Regions from separate parts of the Bombyx mori genome. Here region 2 is linked to region 1. Evidence: chromatin contacts called from public Hi-C data. All regions are on one chromosome and are shown on one strand. The core of a region is the stretch at or near the end of the contact, and the rest is flanking DNA. Distances in the headings are between cores, read along the strand shown. Region 1 holds the start of LOC101743551 (probable inactive serine/threonine-protein kinase scy2). Region 2 overlaps LOC101743410 (WW domain-containing protein tag-325).

The links. Hi-C and Micro-C count contacts between places; a contact is called where the count stands out from the background.
Region 2: a Hi-C map of whole pupa shows a contact between it and region 1, with 2.7 times the contacts expected there. The contact joins the enhancer-like site here to the promoter of LOC101743551 in region 1. A contact is called at or near these places in 2 of 7 Hi-C or Micro-C datasets (both in whole pupa).

Annotation. Positions count from the first base shown.
Region 1 is chr16:2,262,948-2,268,937 of ASM3026992v2, reverse strand. It overlaps LOC101743551 (probable inactive serine/threonine-protein kinase scy2), which reads right to left and starts at 3,315. Exons shown (of 2, transcript XM_012692730.4): 1 at 3,161-3,315; 2 at 1-2,754. The coding sequence starts at 2,748. The coding sequence ends at 1,081. It overlaps LOC101736577 (alpha-tocopherol transfer protein-like), which reads right to left. Exons shown (of 5, transcript XM_004928914.5): 5 at 4,801-5,990.
Region 2 is chr16:2,309,320-2,315,309 of ASM3026992v2, reverse strand. LOC101743410 (WW domain-containing protein tag-325) reads left to right here. Exons shown (of 12, transcript XM_038016407.2): 10 at 469-607; 11 at 1,634-1,739; 12 at 2,223-5,747. The coding sequence ends at 2,427. Among protein-coding and RNA genes, the nearest start is that of LOC101736449, 17 kb to the right of the region's middle. Within about 2 kb of position 2,274, at least 1 of the 8 cell types and tissues checked has open chromatin away from gene starts, as enhancers often do.

The DNA.
Region 1 (5,990 bases), core at 2,066-4,565:
TCACGGTCATCCAGCCCCAAATTAGGATTCCATGTATTATGGTTACCAGATACTGACATACAGCCTTGTATACATTTAAATATATACATTATATAGATAATACACAGCCAAATAAAGAACAAACAAAGCTGTTTATTACACGCATGTTTGCCCGATGTGAGAATCGAAACCACGACCCTGGGCGCAACAGTCAGGGGCGCTAATTACTGCACCACCGAGATAATAAAAATCTATACCGTAGATTGGGGGGAATCGGGACCCTTTCCAAATCCAACACAAATTTTCTATGGTTTTTCTTAGGGTAATAATACCAATAAAATTGAGATTAAAATGGTTCCGGAGGCTTAAATTTTTATATACGATGCGTTATTATTATACATCGTTCATTACAAAATATACACAAAAACTAGCTTGACCCGATTCACCTTGGCTTTGGGGTGAATCAGGTTAGATATAGGGACAATAGTTTTTCGATAGGGCTGGAACTATTTAGTTGTTAGGTTGGTAGATACCTAACTTTATGCATTTAACTGTTTAATATCTTTAATGAGTTATAAAACTTTGATGACTAAAACTATTTAACTTAAATAAAATAAAATAAAAGTATTTTTCAGTTCAACAAAGTTTAATCTAAAAAACTCAACAAAAGTATTGTGACGTCCCAGATTTGTCCCTATTCTAACTCTAGTCTCTATTCCCCACAATCTACTGTATTTTAATTTTAGTTACCTACTAGGTAAAGATTTTAATTTGCATATAATATTTTATTTTTATGAGAGCATGAGTACACAGCTATCTGCTGTTAAGTGGTTACTGGCGCTAAACATAACAGATTAAAGTGTTAAGTACGTGCTACCTTAAAAACCGCCGACTTGGTCGCTTTGCTTGTTACGAAGTGTACCAGTGACATGTCTTTTGGGCTAATATGAAGTTACGGTCTATGGGGTAGACAGAAAGAAGTGCAAGTATAATTTATAAACAACTTCAGGTCAAACATAAGGATAGATTGTGTTTTATTCGACCTAAGCTGCTGATGATGAAAGGAAGATGACTTATTCCATAATTCAGTCTTATGTAACATCACATATTTTGTTGCAAGAATTTCTTTTCATTAATACAATTCTCCAGTTCATCATGATACTTGTCTATCTTGACGTCGAACCCTGGACTCTGGATGTCCCCATCAAAACTGTTGCCGGTGATCACTTTCTCTTGATTTAAAGTTGAGTCGAAACGCACTTTTTTACCGGGAGTGTATGTTTTGTTATGTGAGAGATTACATTCATTTTTCTCTCTCAGTGGAGTGAGATTCATATTTAATTGAGTGTTCCTAAGCGTTTTTACACTTTCATATTCATGTTCATCGACATCTTCTATTTCAATTTCATCAGAGTTGTCCAAACGCAGGGCCGGATTCTCTATACCGGGCACCTCAGTTTTTTGTTTCATTTTCCTCGGCACCTCATAAGGATTCGATGTCCTATCAACCTTCTCGGTTCTGAATGTTTTTTTCAACGATTTAAAAACTTTTTTCGATAATTTATTTTTCACTTTCATTAACTGGTGTTTTATGTCTTTTCTTGCGTTCAAATCATTGTTTGATTGGCTGGTTTTATTAATGTTCATTATATCATCAGCACTGAATCGTGAAACGTTGCATCCCAATATCTTGCTTTGTTTGTTGTATGTCTCGTCTATATTTTCGTAAACTGGACTTTCTGCTCTGTAATTATCGACTTTTTCATATTCATTTCCTTCTATATTGAATCCTGATTCAGTCGAAACTGTACTATTGGTATCACTGAATAATTTCCTCGGTAATAAATTACTTTCTTGTGTTGGTATATTAAGATTCTCGTTGGTATAGTCGATTCCTGGTTGAATGTTATCGAAGAAAGGATTGCTACTTGGTACATAGCTTCCTGTGTTGAAGTTAGGAACAAGAAACGGGTTGGTATTGTTCGATGTGTGTATACGTTTCTTCTTTGTTATAATTGTTATAGTTTTAATTTCCATTATATTGCTTTCATTCAAATCGTCATCTAAGTAAAGTGATTGATTTGAAACACTCGGTGAGTCTAAAGCCAAATGATCTATAAAACTTAGACTAATGTTGTTAGTATTGTTACTACATGTTTGGCTTGTTACAGTACTTTCAATATTAGTTATATTTGATAGATTCATTACACTGGATATATCGGTGTTGGTTACGTTCTTTGGTTCTAAAACTGAAATACCAGAATCTCTATTGGAAAAATCCGATTTGGAATTTTCTTCGATTTCAAACATTCGAGTACTATCTGTGGTATTGTTAATTGTGTCTGTGGAAAGAGGCTTGGTGTTAATATTAGCATAAATTGGTTCTGAATGCATAGGCTCCATATTAATGTCTTCCGGTTTATCTATGGATGTGTTTGGTAATGATAAACTAGGTCTATCATTAATATCCATTGATTGCATTCTTAAATTATTTTTTACGTTGTTCAGTTCTCTAACTAAAAACTCATTGACCGCTGCTTTACTTATGCCCAAATCAAGGGCAGTATTCTCAAATGCGGTTATGTCACAGCTTCTTGCTCGTTTGCGTTTTTTTATGGGAACAATTTCCATCGCATTATTGCACATGGGATCTTCATTGGCAAGAAGATCCAATGCTGGGTTGAGGTACACATTCTGTGATGGAGCTGTGATCTTCCTTTTATTTAAATCTGGTATTACTTCAAACTGATTGTTGTTGACTGGTTCCATAATAAACTGGAAATAGAATAACAGCTTTTTGAAACAGTATTAAATTTATTTGTATTTTTTTTTTGCCAAATCAAATGCGGGTTCATTTATTTAATTAATCAAAGATTGTCGAGATTGTTTAACAAAATATAGTTAATATTAGAAATATCATTAGTTTTACGGTATAGAACGTCTATTATTTATAATAATTAGAATGGTATTATTTGTTTGATAGAAATACGTCGAAGTATATGTATCCCACAATATATTTAAAATGATAAACTACAAATAACTTTGTTAAAAAGAGTTGTAATTCCATAAAATTATGTTCTAAGGACAATGAAAAAGTAAATTCACCCATCCGTACGCATTTATTAGTTATTATCAGTATTAAAGCAGCGTTACACAGATTTTAGAAAAAGTAAATGTTCACCTGCAAATCTGTACATAAATCTCGTGGTAAGATAATTACGAACACAGAACATTCATATGAGAAATATGTAATTAATAAAATCAAATAAAAAGATAATTTTCATTCACAACTTTCTGTTTAAAATATTGTAAACAAAAAACTCGGCAGGTGTACAGTGACGGTTAAACTATTTTTTTTATTCGTCCATTAAGCACGCTAAGGGAACGTAGGCCATACAACGAAACCTTTTGTAACAAAGTCTGTTGTATAAGAAGTGAAATGTAAAATATAATATGTAATTGATTATAGAATGAAAGTTAACAAAATTAAATGATATGAGCATGGTGAGTTTCTGACCAGTTCTACTTAGTAGGTCGATATCGGAAACAGTGGTAGGTGCGTTCAGTAGCTGCCCTTAACATCCTGTGGGATCATTGAACTGGCGATCCATCCTAGGGAAATAGTAAGGTCATTGCTATTTTGACGATTTTATTTGATTTCCCTAACTTAGTTAGCAATGGTTTGGAGATTTATCTAACCGTTTTTTTGTTCTGTGCATTGCTTGCATACTCCGCACCTAGCGGCCGCCAGTTCAATATTTTATAGAGGGATATTTAACGATTGGTGATATTGTAGTAAATTTAACACACACCTAAATTTGTATTATTATTTATTATCATTCCAAATATCGGTATAGCATTGGCTTTCGATCCCCACGGTTCTTTTCTGAGAGATAACATATAGAGACAAAATAGTCACTGCTCCTCCAGCTTCATGACATAAGCGTTATTACTACTCTTCGCAGGATTCTAACGCGCTGATCATCTCTCGGCATTACATGTTTGAAACATTATCTCCACTATTCAAAAACATATTTTATCAATCTACTTCCCTATTATTAAAACCCATAGACGGCATAGTGTGAATGCCATCTCTTTTAAAAAGCAGATATTTAAAAAGAGTATGAGCGCCGTATTTTTTTCTACACAGTTTTGAATTTATAATTTTTACGCTTGTGATGCCTTTGAGATCCAATAAATTCTCCTTGAATGCGTAGGAATTTACAAAATGAATCACCATAGAACGTAACTTTGAATTTAGAACTCACGCACGTCACATTCGCATTCTTGGTCTTTCCCGCGCAACGCGAAAAATTAATCTGGATTAAACTGACTTTACGCGCCACTATCTTATCATACCAGAACTTTAATTAATATTATGAAGTGCTCGCTTCCCGTTCACCGCTGAATAACCATTTAAGAAGCCCTACCGCTGCAGAGGACGAGGACTTTAAGAGCATCAGGTTGGTCACGAGTTTTCTATTTTCTGATTCAGGTTATGATTTCGCATTTTGCCCGCGCGCACCAAAATGTCTCTCTTTTCAAATCGCATCGCTTCATTTTTAACCATTCCCTAATCACACACAATGTGATGTAGCTATTTACACGCTACATTATTGTTCTTCCGGAAGTAGCTGGAAAAGTTCTATGTAATGTTCAGTTCAGTCTTTGGATTTTGACATCCATACTACAGCAGACAGACCTTGGCTTGGAGCCGTCGAATATAGAATATTTGATTATTTCTTTATGTATTATAGTCAACTGAAGACTTGTATAAATAAAAAGTGGTTTTTACCATGATCAAAAATTAAAACCCACAAATTTCTTTTGTTCATTTTATTTTAATCTAAAATCACATAGCGACGGTTCCTTGAACCAAACAAATAATTTTACACCACAACAATTATCACAAATTAAGTAAAAAAAAACGTGATGGATACCTACACTTCTAATACATTGTACCTTTAGTACTAATTTAAATATATATAAGTTCTAATATAATATATAAGTTCTAATACAACCACCACCTATAGTAGTTTTTTTTTTTATTGAGACATAGATAAATAACAAGATTTATTTAGAACTAAGTGGAAAATATTTAATTTTTACCTATACGATATTAACGAAACAGCAAAGAAATATGATACAATGACTTCGGTCAGATGCGGACGGTATTTAAATTTGTTTGAATAACAACAATCATAAAAATCGAATATTACTTTTTAATAAAAAAATTTCGACTATGTATGAGTAATGCTTATCAGTACAATTATTATCATTAACAAACTTTACCGTTTTTTAAACGAATTTTATTATAACATTTTTTATTATTTAGCTAAGCGATGCAATACTTGTCATGTCAGTGATGCCAGAGCACAAAATAAACTACTTTATTCTACCATTTCACAATAATCAGGTCCCTGAGTTTTTTTTTTTGTCATACAATGTGCTACACGTTTTATGTATTTTATGTATTATATTTACTTATTTTTTTAAATAATAATATGTATTACAACAATTAAGTACTACATAATTTTCAAATAAACCAGTAAATATATTTTAAAAGTTATTTTCATAAAGGAATAGCTAATATAAATATTACTAATAGTCACCTGCCTTGTAACGTGAGGTGGAAGCTACTATAGAAATGTATACTATACTATACTATGCTGTTCAATAGAATACTACGAGTATTATTAGTAATACGGCTCTCTACTCAGACAATGTTGTGACGAATGTCTCAATAAATAAATAGATAGAATGTCATAACCCAAGCGTGTGAGTTTTAAATCGAACAGTTTTTTTTTTATTGAATTTATTACAAAGATTAATTCTTTTAGTTTGTACGTCATGGTCCTAGTTTAGTCGCTCCGTAGTGGTAATTAACATAATATTCCATTAAAGAAGAATATCATCACAAATCTCCAAACGCTAGAAGGAAGCTACACTAAGGCTGGCTGTTACTTTTTTTATTTTTCTTAGATGGGTGGACGAGCAAACAGCCCACCTGG
Region 2 (5,990 bases), core at 1,025-3,524, 47 kb before region 1:
CTCAATACATTAGAGTACCACCACTCTTTCTGCCGTGAAGCAGTAATGCGTTTCGGTTTGAAGGGTGGGACAGCCGTTGTAAGTATACTGAGACCTTAGAACTTATATCTCAAGGTGGGTGGCGCATTTACCTTGTCATGGGTTCCAGTAACCACTTAACACCAGGTGGGCTGTGAGCTCGTCCACTCATCTAAGCAATAAAAAATAAAAGAATTATTATGACTATCACATCAGAAGGTTGTTTGGACAAACCTTACAGTTAGAAACAAGCATTTCGCGTAATACACCTTTTTTTTGCGTCATGTACCTTGAGATATAAGCTCTAAGGTCTCAAGTATAGTTACAGCGGCTACCCCACCCTTCAAACCGAAACGCATTACTGTTTCACGGCAGAAACAGGCAGGGCGGTGGTACCTACCCGCGCGGACTCACAAGAGGTCCTACCACCTATTGATAAATTGGTTTCAGATCGATCAGAACAACACCTCAGTGATAAGCAAGAACAGCGACATCCACGTGCTGACGGGCTCCTTGAAACTGTTCTTCAGGGAGCTGAAGGAGCCGCTGATACCGTACTCGTTGTTCCATAGAGTTCTCGCCGCTTGCTGTGAGTTTAGCAAGGACTTTCAACTATAGCTTAATTCGCTTACAGCGTGGGGCGTCCTCCGACCAGGTGGACCGACGACTTAGTGCGCACGGCGGGAAGTCGTTGGATGCGGAAGACGGAGGACCGCATTCTGTGGAAGGCATTGGGGAAGGCCTATGTCCAGCAGTGGGCAGATAAAGGCTGATGATGATGATGATGATGATGATGAATATTTGCGTATGAATTTCCGTTACACACTCGAGCGTAATCAGTTTTGTCAACTTTCAAAACTGCGATGGATTCTAACGTAATCATGCCTCGTCCCTTGAATTAAGATATGCACTTGGGATTTGAATTTGAGGAGTTAGTTAGAAAATATGACAAAAATCTATTAAACAGGAGTGGCTTAATATTTTTCTAATAGCCGGCCCAATTGTTAAAGTATTATAGTTAGAGAATATCATTGCTACGGCGTTGATGTCGCCACAAAATTGCTTAAGACTTCTCCTCTCGTCGTCCCAACGTATACGCCTACTTCTCCTTAAATATAGTCATTCCAAACTTCCTCGATTATCAATACATAGCTGGTGGTTCATGGAGTTTCACACCTTATATTTTATCATTACAAAACAATAGAAGCTTCCACCTCAAGCTTAACAGATTAAGGACCGGAGCGGTCCCTGTGGGTGGATACTATTACTTTGGCAAAACAACATTAGCGATCCCTTGTGATCTCCGCAACTCACCTGCCTAGAATACCCCAGACCGCAAGTTTTCTATTGAATATGTAGGAAACGCAGACCCCCATGGCTCATATAGGCTAGTAGCTATAACAAATTGAAGGGGAACTATTTGAAAACATAATAGTATAATCAAAAAACGAAAACTAGGAATAGCTTATTTGAGTAATTCTTTATCCATATGTATTTAATTACTTTTGGCAAAAATCGCAAAAAGATCTCGGTCCTTAACCTGTTAAAACCGTATGAACCGAAAGCTTGGGTGTACATCGAAAGCAATGGTTAATCGTAAACAATTCGTTTGCAGCTATAAAGCCAAGGGAAGCGAAGATCAAAGAGTTCAGGGAAATAATACAAGCGCTGCCGCAATGCAACAGGGACACGCTCAAATTCTTATTAGAACATTTATTAAGGTAACTGAATATGTTTATTAAGCTCAATCATAGCTGAGTGAATTTCCGTAAGTCTCGTCTGAAGAAAGATTTCGGAGTTTATGGCTTGTAAAGAAGAAATACACTTAGAGTTTGGAAGTTCGCGGGTTAGTGCTCTGCGAACTAAGTCATTTGACTGATATAATTTATTTCTTAATCAAATATAACGGTTGCACATGTTAGTGAATTGACTCAATTATCTTACTGGTCACTTGCGGTGCTCATTGTCATCGACAACGCTAAGTGTCTACTGGTATTTTATCTTCTCATTTTTCCTGCAAACTAAACTCGACGAGTTACTCTCAGGAAAACTCCAACAAAACGTGGACTTTTTTGCAAATCACGTTGATTCTTCACCTTAACTTGATATGCTATGACAACTCGAACAAAACGTGGACTACCTTCCAATCACGTTAATTCCTCACCTTAACTTGATGGGTTATAGCGAACTATGTTATTTCACAGGGTACAGCAGTACAGTGAAAAAAATAGGATGCACATAGCCAATCTAGCCATAGTATTCGGGCCGACGATACTATGGGCCCCGGTTACGGCGAAGGCACGTAACATAGCCGTCGACTGCATCCAACAGAACAACGTCGTCGACATCCTCCTGAACGAATTCAATGAGATATTCAGTGAAGAAAACAAAACAAAGAAAAAAGCGTGATTTTGATTTCAACTAAAACAGGTTTAGTCTAAAATTGTTTTGTAAGTAAAAGTTAAACGATAAAGTAGTGCCAATCAGATACATGGTTTCATGGTATAAGTAAGTTTAAAATCATTTAAATTTAAGTTTGGTACTCGTGAATATGATCAGTGGTTTTCATCAAATAAAGAGAGAACTGACGTATTTAGATATCTAAATTTAGGCGAATAATACTAGCGGAATTATTAAAAATAAATATTTAAAGAAGGATAATAAACAGTGAAACACGTTAGAACTTGTGTTTTTTTATATGTAATTTTATTGAATAGATAAATATATTTTATAAAATATATTCTCGTACTATACCTGGATGACGTTCTTGTTTTTTCTCAACTTACTGCGTTTGGTTTGCCTTGGTTTAAACATATAGTTGCAAAAATCTTACTAATTGTTATTAAGCAACGGTTCGTTACTGAACATTAAAATTGGATTCAAAGTGGTTTAAATCACAGAATCGCTGTAAATTTTCTCGAAATTTGAATCACGTCCATCGTGTTTTGAATGTTTGAAAATGTTCTTGTAGACTGCATGAGGTTCTTAATGTAAATGAATAACAAGATTACTATCTTGATTAAAAACAAAACAAAACAGAAGGTTGGTTCATTAGAACGAGCAATGTACAATTAATTACATATGGTTTTTGTAAATAAAGTACACTACGAATAAGTAATTGTTAATATTAATTAAAATATAATGATGATAAACATCAACTATTTGTTGACTCTGTTCCGCTAGTCATATCTGAAGGCGAGCGAAAGAGATTGAGAGATTGAATTGAACTTTAGCGGTTAGTTCGGACTCATCCTAATCATCTTTCAAGCAATAAGACGAACATACCGTTGTTTTTATCTTATAAAGATATAATATAGAATTAAAAATTAAATAATATATAAATGATAAATTATACAGAGATCAAAATGAATAACGTAACCATTTAGTTTAGTTTTAAATGTATGCGTAGTTTCCAAAGTTATTTTCCGGGTCCAAAATATTCGTATGGATTTAAAATTCTCGAACTCTCAATAAAACTCTAAATTTTTTTATACGTTATTCGTACCGCTTCTTTGAGAGTTTAGTGTGATCCTACATTTATTAGACATAGGCTTGAAGCCAAGTTAGACTTTGTGCCTTATATGAGATCGCTTTTTATACATAAATTATTGTTAAGAGCTTTATTTAGTTCTTGGTTACACGACTCGAGTTGGAGCACGTAAATATGTACTGTGAAAAACATTGCTGCTTCTACATCAATAATTTTTGTACTTTTTTGCCTATAGTGCTCCAGAGTGTGCACAGATAATAGCAATTTGTTTATGAATGAAAATTTTTTTTTTAAATCTAAGACATATAAGGCGGTCAGCGCAAAAGTGGCCTAAGCTTACCATAGTTATTATGGAACAATGATGATTAATTTTTCATGAATCTGAATTTGAGTAGACAAAAAAACAATAATGCTTACAAAGCCATCTGTTATCTATGAGTGAAACTATGGATAGGCCGGTTTTGCATCAAAATTTATTATATTTAAAATAAATTGCAATATACATATCGACGCTTGAAAGGCAAACGTGACTAAGCGACAATGCGTGAACTTTACAGTAGACTAATTTAAAGTTGAAATACCTGAAAAAAAATCTATTTTAACGAATCTAGCTGTAGTAGAATCTAGCTAGTAGCTGTAGGATTGAAATGATTTTAATAGACCTAGAAATATATATATATTTTGCGCATCGAATATGGTTATTGCCTATCATTTATGTACAAAGCAGTTATTGTCGCTTAGTCACGTTTGCCTTTCAAGCGTCGATATTATAAGCATGATTATGAAAAATTATGGGTTAGGCCACTTTTGCGCTGACGGCCTCATATGTAGTTGGATATTTCGAGTTTTGTGGCAATAAAAAGAAATGTCTGTAATAGAACCGTAATGATGTTTAAATAATTTAGGGTATAGATTATCTTGATGTCCAATAAAAGCTCTATGACTTGTTGGACTTGTTGTTGAATTGGCTCTCAAAAATAATTAGATATCTTTTATTGTTTTAGCGTCTATTATTGTCTTTATCACAGTGAAGCCAAAGAAATGTATTGTGTTTCCGTTGTCGGGCAGACGAGTTCACAGCCAATCTAGTGATAAGTGGTGACGTGAGCCAATGGGCATCACACGAAGCTTGCTCACTTCGATGCAAACGTCCACATCAACTAATCGAACTTGTTATAAAAATCGATCTCATCTCTCTCCTCTTTTGTAAATATTCATCTTAGATGACCAAAATACTTATTTTTATGTGATAAACAAACAGCGTTGTTGTAACATTTTATACTATTATTTCTTATAAATGTTTGTAAGTATAAATAAATATATATTTGAACTATTAATAGCGATGCTTGTATGTCGACGGCTCTAGTCCTAAATAATAAACGGACTTGAAAAATACAATGTAATAAAATAATTATTAGTAATTAAATCCAATGTAATCAAATCCAAAATGGAACTGAGCTTTGAAATCGCTTAATAAGACAAAGAAGTTATTGTCTAACCTAAAAAGTACACATAGAAATCTGCGTAATGATTACGCTAGTATACAAATAAGATGTAGTGATATACAGACAATGACATTACTATTGTCAAAAGATGCCTTGTTATAATCTCGACATTAGAGGCAAAAGGTTGTATGTTATCAACTTTAAAAAAAACATTTCAAGCCGCCATTAACGTATTACTTAATTTTAAGAATATTACTAGTGGTAGGAACTCTTCTGAGTCCGCGCGGGTAGTTACCACCACCCCGCCTATTTCTGCCGTGAAGCAGTAATGCGTTTCAGTCTGAAGGGTAGGGCAGCCGTTGTAACTATACTCGAGACCTTAGAACTTATATCACAGGGTGGGTGGCGCATTTACGTTGTAGACGTCTATGGGCTCCAGTAACCACTTAACACCAGGTGGGCTGTGAGCTCGTCCACCCATCTAAGCAATAAAATATATCCGTTAATTGTTTGAGATAAATGGCAACCAAGTGATTTGATAACAACACGTAAATATGCGACCTTTAAGCTCTGATGTACATATATAAATAAATGCTTATTTACATTAAAATACTCAAGAAAGAACACCAATTTTAATGATTATTGTAAACGATAAGCTAATGACCAAAGTTGTTTTGAATTCCGGCTTATTAAAGTTTAATATATTGTTGTATAGATCATAGAGTGTATATGTAACGGTTATGTGAACGGTTTAATGAAGAATTACAAGATATTAAATCGATTTATTCAATTTGTTTTAATGTTTTATTTCACGTAACATAGTTTCTAACCTAATATAAAAAAAGGAGTTTTGCAATTCGCTTATTTTTTATCTATACATATAAATAAAATTGGAGTGTCTGTTTGTAATATTGAAATAACCGCTTTCTACTACATGCATATGAATATATATACGGTACATACACCAAAATGAAATTTTTTAATATTTTTGTCTCTGTTTGTTCCGGCTAATCTCTGGAACGGCTGGACCAATTTTG